Linked DNA regions of Tachysurus vachellii: region 1 is linked to region 2. The links are chromatin contacts, called in public Hi-C maps. All regions are on one chromosome and are shown on one strand. The core of a region is the stretch at or near the end of the contact, and the rest is flanking DNA. Distances in the headings are between cores, read along the strand shown.

Region 1 (5,981 bases), core at 3,038-5,537, 150 kb after region 2:
AATGCCAATGCAGAGAATCAAAGAGAGGAGATGATAATAATAATGATGATGATGATGATGATGATGATGATGGTGACAACCTCTGCCTGAAGTGAAGGTTTTAGATCATGATGACTCAGGACTGTGGTTACAGAATGAACTTGCTTCTGTATTCAACACCCTCTTAGAGAGCCGGTGCTTTACAGCCAGCATGCAATAATATTCCCTTTAAAAAAAAACAAGAACATTGTTTTTTAATTTATATTTTTACATTAGCTTAAAGTTACGTCAAATTTATTTATGAAGCACGTTTAAGGACAAATCAAAGCTCTGTACAAAAGATTATATAACGTTGTCTAAGACAAATACTAAATATAAGATTTAAGACGGGGGCACGTCGGCTTAGTGGTTAGCACGTTCGCCTCACACCTCCAGGGTTGGGGGTTCGATTCCCGCCTCCGCCTTGTGTGTGTGGAGTTTGCATGTTCTCCCCGTGCCTCGGGGGTTTCCTCCGGGTACTCCGGTTTCCTCCCCTGGTCCAAAGACATGCATTGTAGGTTGATTGACATCTCTGGAAAATTGTCCATAGTGTGTGATTGTGTGAGCGAATGAGAGTGTGTGTGTGTGTGCCCTGCGATGTGTCCGTCCAGGGCACTCCGTCCAGGGTGTATCCTGCCTTGATGCCCGATGACGCCTGAGATAGGCCCAGGCTCCCCGTGACCCGAGGTAGCTCGGATAAGCAGTAGAAAATGAATGAATGAATGTATCAGTGCTTTTTATCAGTCAGTGCTTTTTATCAGTCAAAGATAAAGCATAATTCTTTCTGGTTTCTCTGTAACAATGCAAAATGTTTTCTGTCTAAAGTTCAAGAAAGAGAAAGTTGATTTGAAGACATCCACAACATTAAAATCACTATAAACAGATTGAAATAATTCCTGACAGAGGGGGTGGCTGGAAACCAGTAACCATGAATGATACTGAAGTGTGTTTTAGAGCGGACATATACCCCTGGTACTGTATTATCTCTACAGAACAGGAAAGATTCTCATCCAAATCTATACAACATTTTAGTTGACACCTTTATCCAGAGAAATTTTTACTTTATATAACTGAGAAAATTAAGGGCCTTGCTTAGGGGCCCGGCATTGTCGGACTTAGGATTCAAACTCGCAACCTTCTGATCCGTAGTCTACCACCTTAACCACTAGGATACCACATCCCCTTGTGTTGCTAGAATCTAGAATTCCTCATGGATGGGAATTCCTTAGTGGAAAGGGAAGGAAGTGTCCAGGACAGGAGCTGCTGCTGCTGAAAGAGTTTTCTCTGTATACTGATTAGTGCAGGCGAGCTCTGCTTTGATACGACTAATTCTGCTCGAGATCACCTAATGGTAACATAACAGGCGGTCATTCACGGGTCACCAAGAAAGGGAAATTTAAATCACAATCCTGAGTATTTGAAATATCTGTGTTGGTGGCCTGTGCATTAGAGAGAGAGAGAGAGAGAGAGATCCTTCTTTCAGGCTGTGAGTGAGAGAGTGTCACGTTGCTGCCTTGCACACGTCCTGTTTCCAGTGCTGAATGAGGGAAGGGGGTCCCATTGGTAGACTACAAAAAAAGAGAAAAAAGACCATAGTGAAGGAATCAATTATGCCCCGATTAAATGAAAAGGAGGGTAGGGAAAAGGGTGAAAGCAGTAAATTTAGTTTCAAAAAGAGCTGGTCAATAACCCAATTGAAACATGCAATCCCGGGCAGCTGTTGTAAGGCTTGGGGAGCGAGGAGCGGATGGAGGTGGTGGTGGTGGTGGTTTTGGTGGTCTTGGAGGTGGTGGTGATGGAGGGGGATCTGGCAGTAGCACAGATTTAATTAGTGTCGTATTGGAAGTGAAACAGTAGAAGCCTTGTGGAGGAAGACAGAACAGCTGCAGTGGACGTCTAGAAGCTTGGCACTCTTCTCTTCCTCGCTGTTCAAGAACTCGGCCTTTAAAATCGCATGAACTCTTGTCTCGAAGCTCAGGTGTGCCCACTTACTCTAATAGCAGCCACCTCTTGTGGTAAGAGATGAGGATTTACAGGCATGGTTTCCAAAATGAGGACTATGCAGCATTTTGTAGGTGAGGAGAAAAGACCAAATAAAATCATACCATACCTCATATCCATTTAAAGTTACAACAATGTTGTGCATCGTCCAAAATACAAGTTAGTACCCGTTATGCCTTACATTATAGCAGCTGTATAACATTGTTACAATCATCGGCCTCTCTTTTTTAGTTTATTAGACAAAAGACGTTTATTTGCAGAGAATAATATCCGATGCACCGAAGCTGGAGGCTCCTCACATACATTTTAAATAAACAAAATATTTTTACATAAAACGTCACCATAACCAGGATCATGTACGATTTTCCTAACAGCAGATTCTTTTTATTTGTTAATGATTTGTCTTAGATTGTGTAACGTATACACTATACAAGTTGTTATGGAAAGAAGAATGCTGTAATCGGATAAGCAAAAGAAAAAACAGCCAGCATTTTTGTCAAAGCTGCTTTTATTTAAAATCAATTAACAACAACCATTACGTATATTCATTAAGTTTATATGTAAGTCAAAATGAAAGGTCACTAGTGTTTAAATGTGACATGTGATGAAAAGTCATTGAAAGTACCCTAAAAAATAAAATAAAATAAAATAAATAATCGAATAATAGATTTATGAATTATTTATTTATCAGTTAATAATTTATTATTGCATTTAATAAACTCTTAACTTTATTATTTATTACTTGCTAATATAATACATAATTTATTACAATATGGTAACGTAACCTTAAATAATAGTGTTAACCAAAATTGACCGTCTACCAAATGCTGTGAATAAAATAAAACCTGAAAGCTGTTCTGTCATAAACCTGAGGAAAACTGCTGCAATCAGATCACGCTCATATATTATTAGAATTTATTGCATCTCGGTTTACAGATGTCTTCAATATGCTATAAATGTCTGTAAGAATCATATGCAGATTGCTTTAGGAGTCAATGTGCTTTCCAATTCCATTAAACTTCACTTTTTATGAGGCAGACATTATAAATCATTTTGAGGATATAGAACGTTTGAGTGCATTTCCGCAGTCATTAAAACAAATAAACAAACAAAAAAACGTCAAAGAAAGTTTTCTGATAGTCAACAAGACTGAAATGAATAAATGCTGATGAATGGCTTGGTTCTCTTCTTCTTCTTCTACTTCTTCTTCTTCTTATTTCGGCTTTTCCCGTTAGAGGTCACCACAACGATATCCTCTGTTTCCACCTAACTCTATCCTCGTCATCCTCTACTCTCACACCAGTTACCTTCATATCCTCTTTCAACACATCTGTATGTCTCCTCTTTGTCTTTCCTCTTGACCTCTTACCTGGCAGCTCCATCTCCAACATCCTTCTACCAATATAACCATCTCTCTCCTCTGTACATGTCCAAACCATCTCAATCTAGTCTCTTGTCCTTGAACCCAAAACAGCCAACCTGAGCTGTTACCTCTGATGTGCTCGTTCCTAATCCTGTCCATCCTCTAAAGAGAACCCCAACATCCTTTGGCTAGGTTATGTCTCCTGTGTGTATATATACTGACATCTAGTGGAACATGAAACAATGGCAAACCAAATCAAAGCAAAAAATCCTTTCTGATAAAAAAAAAAATCATGTCTTAGTTTACATATTGCTTTTTAAAGACTCCTTATATTTGCATTCTGTAACTTTAAACTGAGGAACATCTTGCATAATCATTTTTATTTATTTTTACTGAAATGATTTGAGCTAACGTTGACCCCTGTCCATGATCATGTGTATGTGATCACTGGATTTTATTTTCATATTAAACAATCTAATATGTATTTCACCTAGAATTCTTCTCTTATTACTTTTACTCTCTTCTTAGGAGTTTTTGACCCTTACGGCTTTCCATCAGGTTCCGTACCAACCGTTATATTCTGCTTTATTTTTATCCTATCCATATTCGACAGATCCCGCCTCCCTCTCTATGATTGGCTATTGGTTCATGGCAGCAGTCTGGTAATTGGACAAGATGAGAAGTCGTGACTAACTTGGGAAAAGATCTGAAATAAATAACAGTGTTTTAAGAAAGATATATTATCAGGCGTGTTTAACATTCAGGTCTTTCATACTGAGAAGAAAGAGTTCTGTGTAAAAGTCTAATATGCATGTTTTCTCTATCCAACCGCATGTGGATACAAGCAGCCAATCACACAAAAGGGGGGAGATACTTATTACCGAAATATGGGTGGGAAATAAACCGTTTTTTATTTGCAACGTAGTCGTGCTTATCTAAAGCAGGACGTGGTGAAGAGCCAAGGGTGAGTTTGTGTGTGTAATTAAGATTAAACACATAAACATTCTTGTGTTTTCCATGTTGTCGATTTAAATCTTGTCCACAGATCAGCGCAAATTAGATGTATAAATGACGCGCTGAGGCTAGTTGGCTAACGTCAGGTAGCTGCTAATAAATATCCACAACCAAGTTGTGAGGAATTATTAAAAATGATCGATTATACAACATTCGGAGGAATTAGTAGAGATTGTAAAGGTGACTGCATACAAGCTCATTTTGTTACCTGACAGCTGTCAGTTGGTATTATGGAACGCCAAAAATTCGTTAGTGCTCTAAATGTATGCGTTCTCGACCTTGCGCTCTTTACATCATCAACGTGTGTATTAATATGCTAATTAACCTGTACAACATGTTAATTAGCCTGAACTCTATGCTAATTAACCTGTACTATGCATGAAAATATGCTAATTAACCTGTACACTATGCTAATTAAACTGTACTATGCATAAAACTATGCTAATTAACATGTACTATGCATGACACTATGCTAATTAACCTGTATTATGCATGAAACTATGCTAATTAACCTGTACTACAGTATGCATGAAACTATGCTAATTAACCTGTACTATGCATGAAACTAGTATGCTAATTAACCTGTACTATTCATGACACTATGCTAATTAACCTGTATTATGCATGAAACTATGCTATTTAGCCTGTGTACTATGCAAATTAACCTGTACACTTTGCTAATTAACTTGTACTATGCATGACACTATGCTAATTAACCTGTATTATGCATGAAACTATGCTAATTAACCTGTACAATATGCTAATTAACTTGTACTATGCATGAAACTATGCTAATTAACCTGTACAATATGCTAATTAACTTGTACTATGCATGAAACTATGCTAATTAACCTGTACTATGCATGAAAGTATACTAATTAACTTGTACACTATGCTAATTAACCTGTACACTATGCTAATTAACCCGTACATTATGCTAATTAACCTGTACCATGCAAGAAAATATACCAATTAATCTTTACTATGCATGAAACTATACTAATTAACATGTACTATGCATGAAATTATGCTAATTAACCTTTACACTATGTGAAACTATGCTAATTTACCTGTACTATGCATGAAATTATGCTAATTAACCTTTACACTATGCTAATTAACCTGTACTATGCATGAAACTATGCTAATTAACCTGTACAATGTATGAAACCATGCTAATTAACCTGTACTATGCATGAAACTATGCTAATTAACCTGTACTATGCATGAAACCATGCTAATTAACCTGTACTATGCATGAAACTATGCTAATTAACCTGTACAATGTATGAAACCATGCTAATTAACCTGTATTATGCATGTTTTCTGTAGCAGATAATTGAATTGTGTTTCTGAAATCCCATAACGAACTCTACAAGTAGAAAATTGTGTCGATTTCTCACGGAATGATTACCTACACATCATTTTGTCCAAATGTAACTATAAGCTAACGGTACAATGCGACAGGACAATGAAAAGCTACGTGAATCAACGAGGAATTCTGGCTAAATACGTGTTAACGTCATTGACGATAATTTTTAAAAAAAAATGAGCAATTTGAAAAACTGTAATATTGGTTTGCATT
Region 2 (5,694 bases), core at 2,877-5,376:
AGATATCAGTACAGTGATGTTTATTGGCTGAGGTGTTGAAGCTATAGTGTATAATGTAGTGGGCAGATGAACCTTTAGATGAGCTTTCACACATTTCCTGCTCTACTGAGGCAAGTGGAATCTGAGCATCCTCATGTTTGTCATGTATATCTACAGAGAACCTCTGAAAGGCAAGAATATTAATATGAGTACATGTTCACTCTATTCAGACAACATAAAAAATAAAATAGCAGATGAAATCATGTCAGGAGTCAGAATAACCTGGTGCTGCTAAGAAGAAGTAAAATAAACAGTAACACATGGCAATGATAGGTTGTGGCTTTTAAAGGTTTCTTACCTTGCGATTACTTTTAACACAGAAGAAGATGATGCCAAGAACAGCAACGGCCAAAATGACAAAGAGCAAGACAAAGATATACACTGAAAGAAAGGAAAAAAAAAATATATAAATCTCACAATTCTCTGTATTGCTAAATTGATTCTAACTTATTTACTTGAGTCGATCGTTTGACTAAGGAATCAAAATAGATTTTGTTAGTTTAGGTGTTTAATAAAATGTAAATCTTTACCTGATGATCTTGGTGATTCTAAACCAGCGTCAGAAAATAAAAGGTTACAACCAGTTATTACCTTTAAGACATATTTATTTGTTTTATACTGTGAATAAAGAATGAAGAGTTTAAATGGAACTGAGAATCACAAAAGGCTTAAATATTGCAGATACAGGGACATAATGGAGCATAATGAATTGTTTAAAAATTAAATCAACAACAACAACAACAACAATAAGGCACGGTGGCTTAGTGGTTAGCACGTTCGCCTCACACCTCCAGGGTCGGGGTTCGATTCCCGCCTCCACCTTGTGTGTGTGGAGTTTGCATGTTCTCCCCGTGCCTCGGGGGTTTCCTCCCCCGGTCCAAAGACATGCATGGTAGGTTGATTGGCATCTCTGGAAAATTGTCCCTAGTGTGTGATTGCGTGAGTGAATGAGAGTGTGTTTGTGCCCTGCGATGGGTTGGCACTCCGTCCAGGGTGTATCCTGCCTTGATGCCCGATGATGCCTGAGATAGGCACAGGCTCCCCGTGACCCGAGGTAGTTCGGATAAGCGGTAGAAGATGAATGAATGAATAATTATAGGTGTCAATACAAATGAATGGGGGAAAACTGCATCAGTAAGATGAAGCTACACATCAATTATTATGTATTTAACCCCATATTGTTAAATATATATTAAGTTAAAGTATGACTAAACTGTAAAACTTAATACTTCATAATACCTAAGGGTGAAGGGTCTTTAAAAATGTATTACGCATCTACAGAGGATGGAGATATCAGCTCTTTGTATTAGGTTGTGTGTCTTTAGTCTACAACCTTATAACATCCCCAAGATTAACAAACACATCTGATAAAAAATAAAAAAAAAATAATAATAATCTATTAATCACATAATAAAACAAATAGTCAAATTGCTGTAGTATCAGGGGAATAAAACATTTTAGAATGTTTTGTTATAGGAAACAAAGTAACTTTTGGGTAGTAAAAGTACCAAACTATCACTGATTATTTTCCTCTTCCAGCATGTGCCTAAGTGTATTAGTACTTACAGGTTAAGCACTATGACAGAGGCTATCGTCACAAGTCTTGCATCACAAATCGAAACGCAACATGCATGATTGTCATGGCATGCTGCACTCAGTAAAGGAGAAAAGCTAAAATCTTTTTTCTATAGAAAAGCTAAAAAAATGTACTTGTACATTGTACATATGTGGAACCTTAAAATGGTTCTTGATATAGAATAAGTCAAGGGATCCTTGTAAAAATCCCATTTATTTATTTATTTATTTATTTATTTATTTGATGATGATGATTATTATTCATTCATTCATTCATTCATTCATTCATTCATTTTCTACCGCTTATCCGAACTACTACCGAACTACTAACTCGGGTCACGGGGAGCCTGTGCCTATCTCAGGCGTCATCGGGCATCAAGGCAGGATGCACCCTGGACGGAGTGCCAACCCATCACAGGGCACACACACACTCTCATTCACTCACGCAATCACACACTACAGGCAATTTTCCAGACATGCCAATCAACCTACCATGCATGTCTTTGGACCAGGGGAGGAAACCGGAGTACCCGGAGGAAACCCCCGAGGCACGGGGAGAACATGCAAACTCCACACACACAAGGCGGAGGCGGGAATCAAACCCCCAACCTTGGAGGTGTGAGGCAAACGTGCTAACCACTAAGCCACCGTGCCCCCATTATTATTATTATTATTATTATTATTATTATTATTATTATTATTATTATTATTAAATAATACTACATAAGACTCTAGACGTATTCAAATACAATATTTAAGTATTTACAGTATTATACATTTATTTACACAAAAAAAACAATAAGATGTGTTAGGAATAAAACTCTTTAGAAATCCAAAAGTATTTGATTTTTTCTAAACCGTCATTTAAACCATCTCACCTCTCATTTCCTACACAGATATAAAACTCCATAAAGTAATGGCAGTCATTACAGCTTACGCATTCTTTGAATTATTAAAGCTTTTTAATATTAAAGGTTCATTACTCTCCAAGGGCTCTACTTAGGATCATTTTTTGGGGAGGTAGAAAAGGTCTGATTTGGGATGAAAAACCCCAAAGAATCTCATGTTTAACAGTGTAAATTGCTATGCACTACATGATTAAATAAATACATTCACCTACCTTCATTAGGCTCTTTGGTGGTGGTGCTTTTCATTGTAGTTCTGTTCACATCTGATAAATAAGCAGATATTTTATGTGTTGTAAAATCTGTGTGTTGGTGGCGAAGTCAGTAATACAGATATCATTTGTTTGTACATATGGATGCAGATATGAATGTAATCATCTTTACCTCCTGTTTTCTTGGTTGTTATATCAACATCAGATGGATTGTTTGATGGGTATTCTGGAAGAGAATTAAACAATTCAATGTGAGAAACAGATACCATGGAATCAATACAAGTTTCTGTATGTAATAAAAATATATTTAAAATATATTTAAAATAAAGAAATGATATTATAATATAATTAAATGATATTATCTAATTAACTTCCTTCAGGCAAAATAACTGTTAAATAACCCATGTAGCAAAAATTGGTAGAAAAAAAAAAAAAAATATATATATATATATATATATATATATATATATATATATATATATATATATATATATATATATAAACCAACAACCTTGATTTTTTAATGACTTGTAAACCAATTCAATGACTTGTAAACCAAACCCCTCACAAATGGGTGTTAAAAAGGAAGTTAATTTCTAACCAACATTTCTTTCTTTCTTTCTTTCTTTCTTTCTTTCTTTCTTTCTTTCTTTCTTTCTTTTTTAAAGAAGACTCATTGAACATTACCTTTCGTTGGTGGCACCTGAGTGCTTAAGGCCGTAGAGTTTTCAGCTTTGGTTATGTTAGGATCAAATGCATTTGTTACATTGTCCACATCCTCTGAGTGACTTTTATTAACAAAGCTCGTGTTTTGGGTCTCAGAGCTTGTGTTCTGGATGTCAGAGCTTGTGTTCTGGATGTCAGAGCTTGTGTTCTGGATGTCAGAGCTCGTGTTCTGGATGTCAGAGCTCTTGTTCTGGATGACAGAGCTTGTGTTCTGGATGTCAGAGCTCTTGTTTTGGATGCCAGAGCTCGTGTCCTGGATGTCAGAGCTTGTGTCCTCACCCATAGAAACCATTGGAACCAGCAGGGTTCCTGTGTGACATGAACAGCACTGATCAGAGATAACTCATATTGAGAAGTATACAAAAACAAATGTATGGCTTGTATAAAATCCTAACAATTAATCACTTGATAATCACAAATTAAGTTTTGTTTTTTTACAGTGAAAATATTTATTACATATAGTCATTCTAAACCATCAACAGATGCATTGTTATGTTATAATAATTACCATACTTACCAAAGATTGTAAGAACATAAAAGGTGACACTCATTTTCTTCATGCTCTCAGGCTGGCTGGCTGTCTATGCATGAGCTTGAGTGTGTGTGTGTATGTAAGTGTGTGTGTCAAATTAGTGGCCAACATAACCTGACACAAGCCTCCTCCACAGGATGTTATAGTGGTTGCTTAAATGTTTGTTAAAAAGGAAGTTGCACCCATTTAGTCAAGCTGTTTTAAAATTTTAGAGAAGTGTTATAAACACGTTACTTTAAAAATAATTCACAATATTATTTTATAGTGAATGTAATCCTTTGCCCTATTTGCACAAATTTAAGTATGCTATGATGATGATATTGCATGCTTTGATTGAGAAACATATTTACAGCAAAAAGAGCAGATCTGTAATGTCCACCTTGCAAAACAGGCACCTTTATGTCTTATCTGTGAAAATAATGCCGTTCAGACATACATGAGAAAGGATGCGTATATTTTTGCATGTCAGATATTTTCAGGAAGTGATGAAATAGAGTATAGAAATACTAAAAGTATACTGAATGATGATACTAGTCATCATACTGCTTAGGAAAACGTTTCAATGCCTTGAAAACTATAGATCAAGGTTATAGTGAATATAATACCCAGGATACCCATTTTAGCATTAGCGTTAGCATTAACTGTATCACTGTGATATAACTGGATCACTGTATCAGGAACATCCCACAATTCAATTTAATTCAATTCAATTCATTTGTTTAGCACTTTTAACAATTCACATTGTCTTAAAGCAGTTAAACAGAAGTAAAGAAACAGAATAAAAAAATGTTCGAGTTTAAAATAAAGTTACATATTTATCTCCAACATCTATAACTAATTACTGTAGCAAGCCTGAGGTGACGGTGGTGAGTGAAAACTCCCTGAGATGATATAAGGAAGAAAGCTTGCGAGTATTACCAGACGACCTGTAGTTTAGTTAAGAACATGTTTACTCAGCACAGATTTGAATTGTGTTTCCGTTTGGTATTTGAATCAGATAGCATTTTGGCTCCTTGCATTTTTACACAACAATCCCTGGGTGCCATGTTTTCCTCTCCTTGTGCAACACACTGTCTAAGAAACAGTGGGGGCAAGTCTCTTCCACTACATCGATCATGATGTGTTCTCTTTATCCAGGTGCTGTTTATGTTCCAGTATACATAGTTCTGTGCCACTTGTTAGGAGTGTGTTGTTGGGTCTGCCGAAGAGCAAATCACTGTCCATACATCAAAATACATCAGGGCCACCTCGTCTCGAAAAGGCCAATAACTGTGCAGGTCTTTCGGCAGCTCTTGAAGTTTATCTGGCCAGCCCTGATGGATGATTTCTTTTAATGCACTGAGCTTTCTCTCATTTGCAGTCTCTGTTCTGTAAACTTTCTGTTTGTTCTGAGAGTTTACAATTGCAACAGTATAAGGCTCAGGGTCTTCATATTCTGTATCCAATCCATCAATGCGTTCATCCAGCTCAATGTCTTCATTATTTTCAGGGTTTGGCAGACGGCTGAGAGTGTCAGACAGAATAATTTTTTTCCCAGTACGATACACGATGCTGTAGTTATATCCTTGTGTTTTGATTAGTATTAGCTACAGCCTGGGTGGGGCAGCATGAAGAGGCTTTGTGCATATGGTTACAAGCGGCTTGTGTTCAGTCACAACCGTAAATGATTTGTGTTACGATTGCTGTATCCTGATTGACATTTAGT

The links. Hi-C and Micro-C count contacts between places; a contact is called where the count stands out from the background.
Region 1: a contact with region 2 is called in a Hi-C map of muscle, with 5 times the contacts expected there. The contact joins the promoter of LOC132847642 here to the promoter of si:dkey-27h10.2 in region 2. A contact is called at or near these places in 2 of 3 Hi-C or Micro-C datasets (blood and muscle).

Annotation. Positions count from the first base shown.
Region 1 is chr6:26,081,935-26,087,915 of HZAU_Pvac_v1, forward strand. LOC132847642 (ATP-binding cassette sub-family E member 1-like) reads left to right here and starts at 4,288. Exons shown (of 18, transcript XM_060873120.1): 1 at 4,288-4,346.
Region 2 is chr6:25,935,135-25,940,828 of HZAU_Pvac_v1, forward strand. It overlaps si:dkey-27h10.2, which reads right to left and starts at 4,127. Exons shown (of 11, transcript XM_060873116.1): 1 at 3,975-4,127; 2 at 3,419-3,766; 3 at 2,904-2,957; 4 at 2,735-2,785; 5 at 570-587; 6 at 338-420; 7 at 73-163. The coding sequence starts at 4,017.